2 separate regions of the Anas platyrhynchos genome follow, and region 2 is linked to region 1. A link is a contact called in public Hi-C data. All regions are on one chromosome and are shown on one strand. Each heading gives the region's core, a stretch centred on a gene start, on an enhancer-like site or on the middle of the called end of the contact. The rest is flanking DNA. Distances are from core to core; before and after follow the strand shown.

What was found. A called contact is a pair of places that touch in the nucleus more often than the background predicts.
Region 2: a contact with region 1 is called in a Hi-C map of skeletal muscle, with 2.7 times the contacts expected there. The contact joins the enhancer-like site here to the promoter of CNNM2 in region 1. A contact is called at or near these places in 3 of 8 Hi-C or Micro-C datasets (skeletal muscle and subcutaneous adipose tissue).

The regions. Positions count from the first base shown.
Region 1 is chr6:28,023,158-28,029,728 of IASCAAS_PekinDuck_T2T, reverse strand. It overlaps CNNM2 (cyclin and CBS domain divalent metal cation transport mediator 2), which reads right to left and starts at 4,068. Exons shown (of 8, transcript XM_072039750.1): 1 at 2,186-4,068. The coding sequence starts at 3,845. AS3MT (arsenite methyltransferase) reads right to left here. Exons shown (of 11, transcript XM_027459855.3): 11 at 6,187-6,407. The coding sequence ends at 6,309.
Region 2 is chr6:28,208,250-28,214,820 of IASCAAS_PekinDuck_T2T, reverse strand. PCGF6 (polycomb group ring finger 6) reads left to right here. Exons shown (of 10, transcript XM_072039759.1): 10 at 185-1,863. The coding sequence ends at 241. Among named protein-coding and RNA genes, the nearest start is that of INA, 9.5 kb to the right of the region's middle. Within about 2 kb of position 3,005, at least 2 of the 8 cell types and tissues checked have an H3K27ac peak or open chromatin away from gene starts, as enhancers often do.

The DNA of each region.
Region 1 (6,571 bases), core at 2,819-5,318:
AGTTATTTACATTCATTTCAAAGGACAAAGGAAGCTATTTATTTCCACCCTATCTGCATGTTTAAAGAAAAACCAGTTAAGACGGAACTAGTCCTAACACCAGGGCTTGTCAATGCACAGCAACCAGCACGGCCATCCTGGAGTAAATATGAGGCACGATCAAACTATCCCAAATTAATCCACTACTACAGGGACTGCTCCAGAACGCAGTGGTTGCAGCAGGGCACACGTTCCCATTAGGAAGTCATCCTAAACTCGTGCTGCTAGGAATTTACCTGGTGCAGGCAAGAGAAGTCCTCTGGCTATCAGCAAAAGCAACCTCTGGTCTGTACCTTCCAAGCAACCCCAGAGAATTAAGGAGCCTATTTTAAGCATGAATTTCAGAAAGTGCAAAGAGGCCTATTTGGCTTTGCCACACTTGCAGGATTAAAATGCCTGATTCTCCCAGCTATTATATAAAAGGGCTCCTATTTTTAAACACACAGGAGTGTTTCACCTCCCTTCAGACACATTGCTACACACAAAGCTAGAAAAAAAAAAAAAACAGAGGTCCAGCTGCAAGTTAAGACCCCTGCCACGCTACCTAGAGTCAGAGTAACGGAGGGAAAAGAACTCCAGGCCTGCACACCCAGCAGAACCCACCTTAACCAGCCAGCAGTTAAGTGACATAATTGAGTTTCCCAGATCCGAGCTGCAGATTTTGCAGCACAGAAACCACAGGCAAGGCTCTCCCACATCTCCTGTTCAACAGCTCTGAACCAGAGTAAGATTTCCCCATCACCACACTGAGGCAGAAGGAACTAAACAGAGCAGCTGCTGCTCTGGTCAGCAAAAAGCAGGAGTGTGTTCACCTTCCATCTGTGAAAGAAAAGTGAGGATACCAACGGAATAACCCTCTGAATCCCCTAAACTGAGTTAAGCAGGCAGAAACAGATCAAATGCCATGCTGCCAAAGCTCAGTGTGGGGACCAACCAGTACCTGGAAATCTAAATGGAAAATTAAATGTTATCCAGAAAAAAAGTTCATCAATTTACAAAGTTATCTTCAAGAGAATTCTGCATTTGATAAAAGGCTAATTTAACCTTTCCTTGTTAGCCTAACTGTGGTACCAATGCAGCTATGAACATCTCTTTCAGTCAGATCATCTCTCAGAGACAGAACTGCCTGACAGCACGTTGCTCTGAGCTCCCATGGTTATGATCAGTCTGTGGCACTCACTTTACCTTCAGTTAAGCAGCATGATGGTCTGCAAGTACCTAATTGATTTGGAATTTCACTTGCTATTTCCTTTAAAGCTCCTTTAGAGCATACAGCCTGCATCATTATTTGGCTCGCAGAGAGGAATGGATTCAAAAAGGGAAAAAAAAGTTGTGTTGTTTTTTTCCTCATAAGCAAAGGCTTATAATGAGAATTAATGCATATCTGTCAGAACACCTCCCACAATTCAGATGGAAAGCCCCCATCCAGTTCTGAAGCAATGAATACACACACACGAGACCAGAGCTGTAGACGGGCTCACGTGTTTGCACAGCTGAGCCTGTGGTCCTTGGGGCACAGGAGAGCCTAGGTAAAAAGGCCCGTAACCCCAATGTGCCACCCAGACAGGTGCATTCAAACACATTTTAAGACCCTGGAACTATTTCTGGGTTCCCAGATCAAAGCATCAATCAGGATAACTGTAACACGAGCACAGGGCTGAAGTCAGCCAGCCGAGTGGATGAATGGAGTGCGAACGCCGTGTTTATCTCAGCACGTGTGTGCGCACTAAGCCGGAAAGATAGGAGTGACCTACACCAGCAGCCCACCCGCTCCTCTCCTCGCTGTCAGGCCAGCTGAAAAAGCACAGGGAGGACTGAGCCAAGTAACGGGCGCGTATTCGTGTCAGCAGTTCCCACTATAATGTGCAGATGAGTGGAAAAAAAGAAAAAAAAAAAGCAGCCTTGCTTGGCACGATGCCCACACGCACAGCCCGGTAGTGGGGAAAAAGAGGCAGGGGGCACAGACCATCACCCAGCCACGGGTCAGCTTTCTGGGTCAGGGAGCTGGAGGATGCCTAAATTCAGGCTCCTCTGTTCCGAGTGCACCTTCCCAAAGCCTCTGTGAGGGGAAACAGCGAGGGATCCCCTCAGAGCCCCCTCACTAGGGGTGCTCCCCACCACCCCCCGGGCCCTGCCATCATCCCACCTTTCTTGAACTCCTCCAGCATGGCGTCGAGCTTGGTATCGTTGAAGACAAAGTGCAGCGGGTGGTTGTAGAACCGGGTGATGGTCTTGAGGGGCGTGCAGTCGTCAGGGTCCACAAAAGCCAGGTCCTTAACGAAGAGCAGGTCCACGATGTTGGAGCGGTCACCCTCGAAAACGGGGATGCGGGTGTAGCCGCTCTCCATGATCTCGGACATGGTGTTGAAGTCAAGCACGGCCTCGGCAGCGATCATGAAGCAGTCCCGGAGCGGAGTCATCACGTCCTCCACCGTCTTGGTGCGCAGCTCCAGGGCTCCTTGGATGATGTTGAGCTCCTCCTTGACCAGATCGTTGTACGGGTCAGTGACCCGCAGCATCTCCAACAGCTTCTCCCGGTTATAGACGGTGCCGATCTCCTGACCCAGGACACAGTCCAGCAGTTTGCTGACAGGGTAGGAGGCCGGGAAGGTCATCATCATGAAAAACTTGGTGAGGAAGATGGTGTTGGCGCCCACAGCCAGGCCGTGCCGGGAGCAGATGGCCTGCGGCACGATCTCGCCGAAGATAACGATGCCAATGGTGGAGACCACCACGGCCACCAGCCCGGAGCCGGCGATGTCATCCAGCAGGATGGTCAGCGTGGTGTTGACCAGGACGTTGCCCAGCAGGAGGGAGCACAGCAGGTAGTTGCCCTGACGGCGCACGGGCTCGATGCGCTTGGCGTAGTTCTTCTCCTTGTCCGTGCCGCAGTTCTGCACAATGCGCAGCTCCATGGGGTCCAGCGCCATGAGGCCCAGGTTGAGGCCGCTGAACATGCCCGAGAGGCAGAGCAGGAGCGAGATGAAGATCACCTGCAGCCAGAAGGGCAGCAGGAACTTCTTCTCCTCCCCGACGATCATCTTGGTGTCCTCTCCGTCGTGGTAGATCCAGGTGGTCTCCCCCCAGGGCGGGGGGCCGGCGGGTCCCTCGGCACCCACCAACCCACCGGCGGCCCCGGGCCCTAGGGCGGCGGCAGCAGGGGCCGAGACGGAGGTGCACAGATAATAGGACTTGCTCTTCTCCGTCTTACGCAGGGGCTTGATCTCGATCTCGATGATGCCCGACGTGCGCCGGTTGAGCACGATGTGCGGCAGGATGATGATGTCCGACGTGCGGATGCCGCAGCGCTGCGGGGCTCCACCGCCTCCTCCTCCTCCTCCACCACCACCACCACCACCACCTCCTCCTCCAGCCGAGGAGCCCATTCCTCCTCCTCCTCCTCTCCCCACCACCGCCGCCGCTCCCCCGCCGTCTCCAGCCAGCGTCGCCCGGCCTCCTCCCCGCCGCCTCTCGTGCTCGGTGAAGGCGATGCGCGACCAGGTCTCGTTGTTGATGTTCTGCCCGTACACCCGCAGCTTGACCCGCGTCCTCTCGCTCACCCGCAGCGCTCCCCCCTCCATGAAGGAGACGTCGTCCGTGTCCTCCAGCCGCAGCCCGATGATCACCGTCTCCTCCGCCGAGGAGGATGAGGATGATGAGGAGGAAGAGGCAGGCGGAGCAGCGGCGGAGGCGGCGGGCGGGCGGCCCATTTGGCAGCAGCAGCCCAGCAGCAGCAGCAGCAGCAGCGGCGCTCCCCGCGCCCCCCGGCCGCCCCCCGCCATGTTCCCCCCGGGCAGCGCGGCCATCTTTAGTCAGGGCTCGGCGGCGGGGCCGCCGCCGCCCCTCATCGCCCGCGGCCGTGCCCCGGTTGGCACCGGTGGCGGTGCTGGCGGCGGTGCTGGCGGCAGGCGGGGCGCGGCTGCCCGCGGGACCCGACGGGCGGCGACTGCCGGAGCCGGGCCGAGCCGAGCGCCGCCTTGGTGGAGCCGCGCTGCGCTCCCCGCCCCGCTCCGCCCCGCTCCGCCTCACCCGGGCGGGGCCGCGACTAACGGCCGCCAACGGCCGGCCGGTAACCGTTGAGGGGGCGGGGCCTCCCGCGCGCCCCTCCGCCAATCGCCGCCCGCCGCCGGCCCCCCCCCGCGGCGCGTGACTGAGGGGCGGGGCCGGCCCCGGGGTGAGGGCCAATAGGGGAGGGGGTGGGGGGAGAGGGGGCGGGGCTAAGAGGGGGCGCGACCAATGGCGGGGCGGGGATGGGAGAGGGGATGGGGGGGGGGGGGGGGGCTGGAGCGGGATGGGGACGGGGATGGGGAACGGGACCGGGACCGGCTCCGTGTGTGTCCCCCCCCCGGTCACAGCCCCGGGCCCCGTGAGCGGTGTCGCAGCGCCCCCTGGCGGCCGTGTGGGGCACACACAGGGCAAAGGGCCGGGCCCGGGAGCAGGGGGAGTGTGAAGGGGGAAGCAACAAAATTAGAATAAAATAAAATAAAATAAAATAAAATAAAATAAAATAAAATAAAATAAAATAAAATAAAATAAAATAAAATAAAATAATTTTATTTAAAATAAAATAATTTTATAAAAATATATATTTATAAAAATTATATAATATTTTATATAAAAATTATATAAAATAATTTTATTTTATTTAAAATCAAATAAAATAACGAAATTGAAATAAAACGAAATGAAATACAATAATAAAAATAAATAAAATATTAAAATAAAATAAAGTAATAAAATAAAGCAAAAATAAAATAAAGATAAATACAAAATTTAAAAAGAAAAAATAATTCCAAATAAAAAGAAACAAAATAATAAAACACAAACAATGTTGAGTGGTTTTTCTAGTCCAAAAAGACAAAAATAAATGAAATGAAAATAATATAGTATTAAAATAAAGTAGTAAATAGATATAAAGTAATAAAGTAAAACCAAAAATAATTTTAAAAGAAACAAAATAATAAAATAAAACACAAACAACGTATGTTTTTTCTAGTCAAAAAAGTCAAAAACAAATAAAATGAAAGAAAAAAAATAAATACAAAATGTAAAAAAATAAAATAAAATAAAATAAAATAAAATATAAAATAAAATAAAATAAAATAAAATAAAATAAAATAAAATAAAATAAAATAAAATAAAATAAAATAAAAAGGAAAAGAAACAAAATAATATTTTTTAAAAAATAAACAAAATAATAAAATAGCACACACACGAGGAGTTACAGTTCTCCAAGCACACCCCTCTGTGTCCCTAAACCCAGCCACTTGCAAGTTCCCGTGCACTGCATCCTGCAGGTTCCTGGTCCCATCTGAACCCAAACGGCAGGCTGGCGAGGTGACTTTCCAGGAAGCCATACTTATGGGCATTATTTATGGGTTCAATCCCCAAACCGGGGATTCATCGCTCCCCTATTTCGCTCCTGGCAGAGATCAGGGCGAGCAGTGCGGGGCACTCAGGAAATCCCTTCTGTGACTGGGAACTGCCCTTACAGGCCTCTAAACTTGTAAAAACCCCAAGGATCTCCCTCTCCTTGCACACACACGGCCTGATGGGGACAAGATGATGTTCAGCTGGCAGGGAGGGGATTTTGGTCCCTCCTGGAGGATCAGGGCAGGAGGAGGGATGGAAATGTTCCCTCATTTCCCAGCTCATCCAGGACGGGGACATGGTGTTGGGGCGGGTGGGACGTGGGACACGTGTGGGGTGTGGGACCCTGCAGCCACAGTGTGGGATTTCCAAAACCGCCGCATTTCCCTGCAAAACCCTGCAGGTGCAAGGCCTGCACAGCACGCAGGGCTTCCCACTAGATGGAGTCCGGGGGAAAAATAAACCTCAGCAGCGCTGCACGGGGAAAGGGGGAAGAAATCCCAACCCCGGGGACAGGCTGTGGGGCTGCCCTGGGCATGAGGGATGGTTTCGGGAAAAGCTACGGGATGGGGTGTGCGTGCAGGGGGTTTCGGGGGGCTCGGAGCAGAGCTGGACTGGTGCATGGGGTACACGCTGCAGGGTGCTGAGAAATCCCATATGAGGGGCCCCACAGCTCCCATCCCTGTCCGTGTGTCCCACAGGGAGCGAGGGGACCCCCAGGGTGCTCCCCGTCCCCACCGTGCTCATACCGAGCCCTAAAAGCACAGCACCCCGCAGTCTCCAACCCCACAGGGTTTCGTCTCGGCCTTTTATTTCTATTTTTTCCTCTGGTGATAACCCCACACCACACAGGCCGCAGCCCCCTGCCCCGCTGGCACCCAGCGGGATGGGGACATCGCTCAGCAGCAGCCCCGGGGCCCGCAGGTGGCAGCGGGACCGCAGGCAGGAGCCGGGGCCGCCAGCTTCTCCAGCAGCTGGAAGGGGTCGCAGATCTTCTCCTGTAGGGCAGAGGAGAAGCCGATTTAGGATCAGGCCGCAGGGAAACACGAGGCCCCCCATGGAAGCAGCGTTTCCCCACCACTCGCTCCCTGCCGCCATGGCGGATCAGCCTGGTGGCTTTCCCCTGCCCTAAGGAGGGTGCTGAGAGCTTCTGGGGGGGGTT
Region 2 (6,571 bases), core at 1,756-4,255, 190 kb before region 1:
TGAAAATGAGACAATTCCATTATAACACTTAAAAATTGCATTCCTCTTATGGAAGGGGAATGCTCTGAAATGAGTGAGGTTGAAGCTGCAGTTCTGCTATGCAAGTGTCATACCGAGCTGTGATGGAAATGCCTTGTGGAGAAGGTAAAGTGATATGATAACAGTTTATCTCTCTTCTCTCTAGGATGGCTTACTTGTACTGCACTATGGCCTCGTGGTGTCTCCGCTAAACGTAACCTAGATTGCTAATACATCAGAAGGTGAAAGAATGCAAAGTCCTCAAGCTTCTTCACTGCTGTTTCTAACCAAAGAAGGCCATCGTGTTTTCTGTGACAGGAAGCAAGTAAAAGGAACCACTGCTAACTGCTGTATGCTTGTAATTTAACATCGGACTTTATCACTGTTTAAAAAAAAAAAAAGCTTCTGTAGGTACAGCTGTGGATGTTGCTATGCTATGCTTTGTGTTAAAAATGACTGTCTTAAAATTTCACTCAGCTCAGGGACTTTAAACGCTCAGAGTTGCTGCATTTCTTTAAGTACTTCCTAAAACCACAAGATCTCATAGGGTGAGCAGCCCTTTTCCTCTAAGCTATGGGATTTTGCTTACTTTCTAAGTGTCTAGCTAGAATAGTGCTCTCAGGGATGATCTTCAGTGGGCAGTATAATGTATTCTGGGGAGGAGACAGTCATTTGGTAGAAAAAAGTGAATGGTGATCATTTGTCTTCAGACGTGATTTAGGGAGAAGGGAACTCTTGAAATACAGACCAAAATAGGTAGAAAATAATGTATCACAAACATTTTTTCCAGAAGTAGCATTAAATTTACTTGTTTTTCTTGAAGAAAAACAATTTTGTTTGCACTGGAGATAAATTTGCTAGTAGCTTGACTTATACCAAATGGTGGATCGTGCATCTCCACTCTTAATGGAGATGAGCTGGCTGTAAGCTGTTTAAACTATGCATGGAAAAGAAAACGTAGCACCTCTTTCTACCTGCTTGCTGTATTTACAATAATCACTGTCAGCTTGATTCTGCTGTCATGTAAAATCTGTCAAATGACTTGACTAGCAAAAACACAGGTTCTTTAATTTTAGCACCCATCTTTCTAGCAGCAGTGAAAAAATAGTAGCTTTTTCCACGCCTTCTAATGTGTATTAGTGCAGACCAGGTTTGAGTATGTTAAATAACATAATACGTGCCTATTACTACTACCAGATTCCCAGAGGACAATAGATACCTTTTTTTAAAAAAAAAAAAATAATAACGTAAAAATGCTAGGGTTTTGTGATAATTATATCTCAAGTTCTGTGTAAGATTTCTATTGTTTCTTGTGCAGCATTAAGGATCAGAGCTTTGTATGTTACAGTCTTGCTGTGCTCTCAGTCATAAACATGGGAGAGATCTGTGAAAGCTGCTGTTAGGTACCAGGCTCCCTTGATGGTCAATATAGTAAAGGGGGTGGAGATCCCTTTGTAAGGCATTTCAGAGTGCCTAAGCTAGCTCAAAAGCATTTGCTCCCTGTCATATTCACTGCTATGCTGTCAACCTAGGAATACTGGGATCTTTTGTCTAAAAAAAGCTTTCATGAATCCTTCCTCAGGTCTTTTCAATAAATGTTCAGTTTTGCCTGTGAAGATCACACCATAAGATAAAGTCTTAGTGGAAGTAATTCCCGTGATGCTTCTAAAAAAATTAACAAACATTTATAACTATGGTTTCCTATTTTACTTTCAAAGTTTGTACAAACTTAGTGTTTAAAATGCAGCAGAAAATGGGATTATTTTGTAAACACTTTGTGAGTTGTGTTGATAAGAGATTATATATTGTAACAGTAAAATAAAGTTTATTTTAGCCAATTTTAAATTGAGCTCTCGTATTTCCATTCCGTGCTACCTCTGTCAGCCTCAAAATTGTAGCAATTTAATATTGAAATTGCTGGATGTTCTCCAGGGTTGTTAGAATCACAAACTTCAGTTTAATGGTGAAAGGTGATTTAATACCAGAATCTCCAATTGATTTTTCAACACAGATACAAGGCCTATGTAGATACAAGACTTTTTTGTGCTTAATACAGCCATCTCTTTGCCAAAGCCACTAAATTATTTTTGTTCATGTTTCTGGTTGTTGTTAAGTCCCCTGTGAACCAGGCCTTTCTCTGCCATTTTGATCATCCTGGCTTTATACAAGGTATCTGGCTTGACAATACTGTCTCTTCTTGTTTCATCACTACTTACGGTTTTGTTTATATATAGCTCTGTGCTTAAAAAAATAGCAGTATAGTCACATTTTACATTGCAAATTCTCTCCTACTCCTGGCTTGAACTTCATGCCTACCGAAGGGCTTGTTTCCAGAGCTAACCAGCTGTATAGAAGCTGATAGGATTATTGTAGAAGGACATAAATTTGAATTAACTAACTTGTGCATAGCTTCAGGATGACAACATTGCCACTGCCTCTGAGGTGAATGTCAGTCTCTGTTTTAATAAATAAAAACTAATGGCTGATCAACTAGGTAAACTGTCTGCTAAATTGGTAGCTACTGTTTCTGAAATATCTTTGCTGTTTATCTGGGGGTAAATCACATGCTAGTAAAAATGCAGATGATCAAGACTCCCTTTTGCACTCTTCCAGTGGCTTAATGAGAGGTCAACTGAAGCTTCGATGCAATTTTGTTACCCAGGCTGTTTTGATTTGAGCCCTTAGTGACCTCTTTTATTTCACATTTGTTCACTTCTTTTCTTCCTCAGTTGCCTTCAGAAAGCATATTCTTAGCTTAGCCTTCTGGCTGAACATCCTGCTTTCTTCTACCCTAGAGCATTCCCTAAAGGTGCTGATGCTCTATCTGCTCTCCAGCTCCTGCTGCACCCCCTGGGGCTCTGCTTGGCACATCAGCATGCAGCGAGGGTGACCTTTGGCAGTTGCCAAGGCTGAAATGTGGGCTGTGCAGTTTCCTGCATAAAGATAATCAGCCTGCTTGCTTTAAAATGTGCCAATCTTCTTTCAGCTCTCCTGCTGCTGTTTATTTCTGTTGGTCTCCTTTTAACCTTGGCTTTCCTCCAGTCACTTCTGGTTCTGATGATAGAAGAGCTGTAACAGCAGACCGTCTATGGGATGGCATCTCTGTCCTCATGGGAGATGAGCCAGCTTCACACTCAGGAAGCGAGAGGAAGGTGTGCTTGGACTTGTTAGTTTACAAACAGTATATCATTTCCTCACTTAATAACTCTGGTTTCATTTTCTGGTTACCTACTTATCAATGGCATGACTAAGACAGAACTTAATTAAATACTATTTGTACTGCAGCATAATTCTGAGTTGCCTTATAGATCTAACTCCCAAAAAGAGAAGAACATGAGCCCTAGTGTCGGGAGTTCTCAGAAATGCAGAATCAAGCTACCATCAAGTCATGAGTCATGTTGGTTATGTTCTGGGTTTTGTTTTATGTAGATTGAGTGTAACAAGATATGGTTCAAGAGACTAGTGAAATGTGCAGCAGAGCTGTCCTTAAAATGGAGGGGCACTGCGATGGCAATGTATAAAATAGTATTTTCTGAATGCTGCTATTGTACCCAGCCTTGATCTGTATTACCACCAGACAGAGGCACACAAGCCAGGAGAGCCCTTAACACTTACTTCCATAAATGTGAAACAACTGATGAGCTTCACTGAAAAATCCCTCAAGCTGTCTGATGCTATTCTGTTGAGTTTCTTTTCAGGGAATCATCCAGCTCTTATGTGCAGTGATTTATGTTAACGTGTGATATCAATTGCTAGCGAATCAAAATTACGCCTCAGGCTTTTTTCTGGCTTTTCTTCAGTGTGGTGTGCCACATTATGCAATCTGTGCTCCATCCAGACACTGAGTGGGGATTCGCTCCTGCAGTTGAGAGAGGAACTATTAACAGACGTAGGAGGTTTTTGTATATTATCTTTTGTTTTAAAGGGAAGATAAGTTGTCCACATGAATCTTCCAATGTGCTGCATATTTAATAGAGAGGGGACACCAGGGACCAGACTAAGTGTTTAACTGCTTTAAAATATACTTGTTCTGCTGGGATAGATACTTGCTGAGAGATGGAGAGAATGTTGCAAACCACGTTCTCATCACTTTTGCTTCTATTTGTTTTTCTACCTCCTTTTACGTAACACTAACCAATTCAGCACAAAGAGAAGCAAGGTGATGGTAAGTTGAATTTTGCCCATGTTATTGTTGAGACCACTGCTGAATGAGCTAACAGATCCTTATGTTTGCTGAGGTTTCAGAAAATTGCCATAGATGCAAGTTTAATCACTGAACAGGTCAAATTTTGTTTTTGAGCCATGAATGGTAATCCTATCTGAGGTGAAATGTGATAGTGATTGGTTGCCCTGCAGCTGCAAAATTCTTGCTGAAACTGTATCACCATTTTTACTGGAGTTTGATGTAATATAATGATATATTTGTGTTAAAGCAACAGTGATCTGTTGGAAAAAAACATGGAAAAAAGCTTATATTTTCTTTTCGCTTGATGAAATAATCTATTTCGAAATGAAATTGTAAGATGTCTGTTTTCTTCCAAGGGAAACAGTAACAGTAGAAAAGTGGGTGGTGAGGATTTGGCAGAGATTATGGCAGAAAATAGTGTGTTCCTGGGGGAGGTGCTTTGGAACCCTTCTCGCACGGTGCTGGGAGGCAACCAGTCGTTCCAAGATGTCACGGTGTGCTCAGAGCTGGCTGCTTGCAGTGTGCTTTTCTGTAGGTGGTGATGACGGAAGGTGCTATGTTATATAAAGGACCGGTGTGTCCTTCCCTGTCTACAGCTGGGACCGAAAGGTAAGAATTCCCTGAGCGAGAAGCCTAATGACCTTGGCAAGAACCTGCAACCTACAACTTCCTCCTGGGACGTGAGAGAACATTTTGCCTGCTGTTGGCAGTAACAGATGCTTTATGTGCCATGACCTACAGACCAAAAATGGTGCTGGTTGAACCTGCATGAGGAAGCTTGTGAGGGGGTAAGCTGAGCTCTGGGACACCAGCATTCTCTCTTCATTTCTCTCCCTGACTTACTGTATGACCTTGAACAGAACTCCTCACTTCTCAGCTGTGTCCAACTAGTGCAATAACTTCTGTAAAGCACACAGAGCACTATGAATGGGAAAAAAACCTCCATGCAACTACTGGGTATGGAAGGGTGGGTGATTAGCAGGGTACTACTGAGGGTCCCCTTCATTAATGTGAGTATAACAGGACTGGTAACAGTACCTGTTACTAAAACATGAGGACTGCTCCTTCTTGGTGTTATGGTGGACACAGCTGAGCTGTCAGTTCTGAGTTGTCTCTTTGTGGTGAATACTGCCTTAACAAGGGTATGAATGTTTGCTGTAGAATTGCAGGGCCCCCTCCATTTTAGCTGGGTGAATTGCAGGGTTTGGGATGAAGACCCCTGCACAGGCTGTAGAATTGCCTTCCCTCACGACCCCATAATTGCAGACCTTATATCTGCAAACGTTTTTTGTTCAGCTGGAGTCCCCTGGCATGAAACGGGATAAATAGGCATTAAAGCACCCATGTTGGAACACATCCCTGAAGTGCAGCGCACTACAGCATGCTGAGTTTTGGGACTGCCAGCTGTTCTGCTGTGGCAAGAGGGCATTTTCCACCTCTTTTCCCCTTCTACCCTAATCCTGCTTGGACTGGGACTCCAAGGGTCAGATTCCTCACCACCCCAAGCAGTGCCTTGTCTGCTTGTTATGCTATGTTTGCCAAGTGATCCTTATTCCCATACGCCTGCAAAGAGTCGCATGAATGAGAAGGGTTGCATGAATGAGTTTGCAGTGTTCATACTATTTCAGTATAAACTTTAATATGAAGTGTCAGTTTCCACTGATGTGTGGACATTTGATCACTCAGGTGCATGTTTGACTGCTGGCATTAGGGCTGTGCGTGTGTCACTTGCTTGAGGATGAAGCTCTTCTTGGGGAGGTCTCTCTGCTAAGAGCTGGCAAGAAGAGAACTGGACGGATCCAGCCTAAGGAGCAGGAAGAGATTTTGCCCTGAATTGCCTATTGATTCCTTCTCCCTGAATAACAGGGTCCTTCCCAAGTCTGGAACTGGAGATGTTTTCCTTTGGCAGGAATGCAAACGTTTGGGGGGTGTTTCTTTGGCTTCTTTTTCCTTGGCTTACTTCTTAATGAGTTCCAGCATCTGGACAAGTGTCAGTAGCAAAACTGTGTGCAGCAACTCCCAGCTTTTAAGGAACTGTGTACCTCAGCACAGTTACTGGAGGAACCTCCAGGGGTGCCAAAGGACTATTGGATCCGGGATCATGAAGGAAACCATCACGTCCATCACTGGAGCAGCAGGAACATGACCCAGGCTGCAAGGGCTCTCCTATCTCACCCTCATGGCAACAAAATGAGCAGTCAGGCAGCCACAGAAGAGCACGGCTGCATGGGCCAGCACCTCCACGCAGGAAAAAAACAGAGGGAGCTCACATCCCTGCATGGGAGCTGGTTTTCTCCCCACTGTAAAGATGAAGGGAAGGCAGCATAATGGAGGAATGGCCGCTCCCTGCTTCTTCCCGGGTTGGTG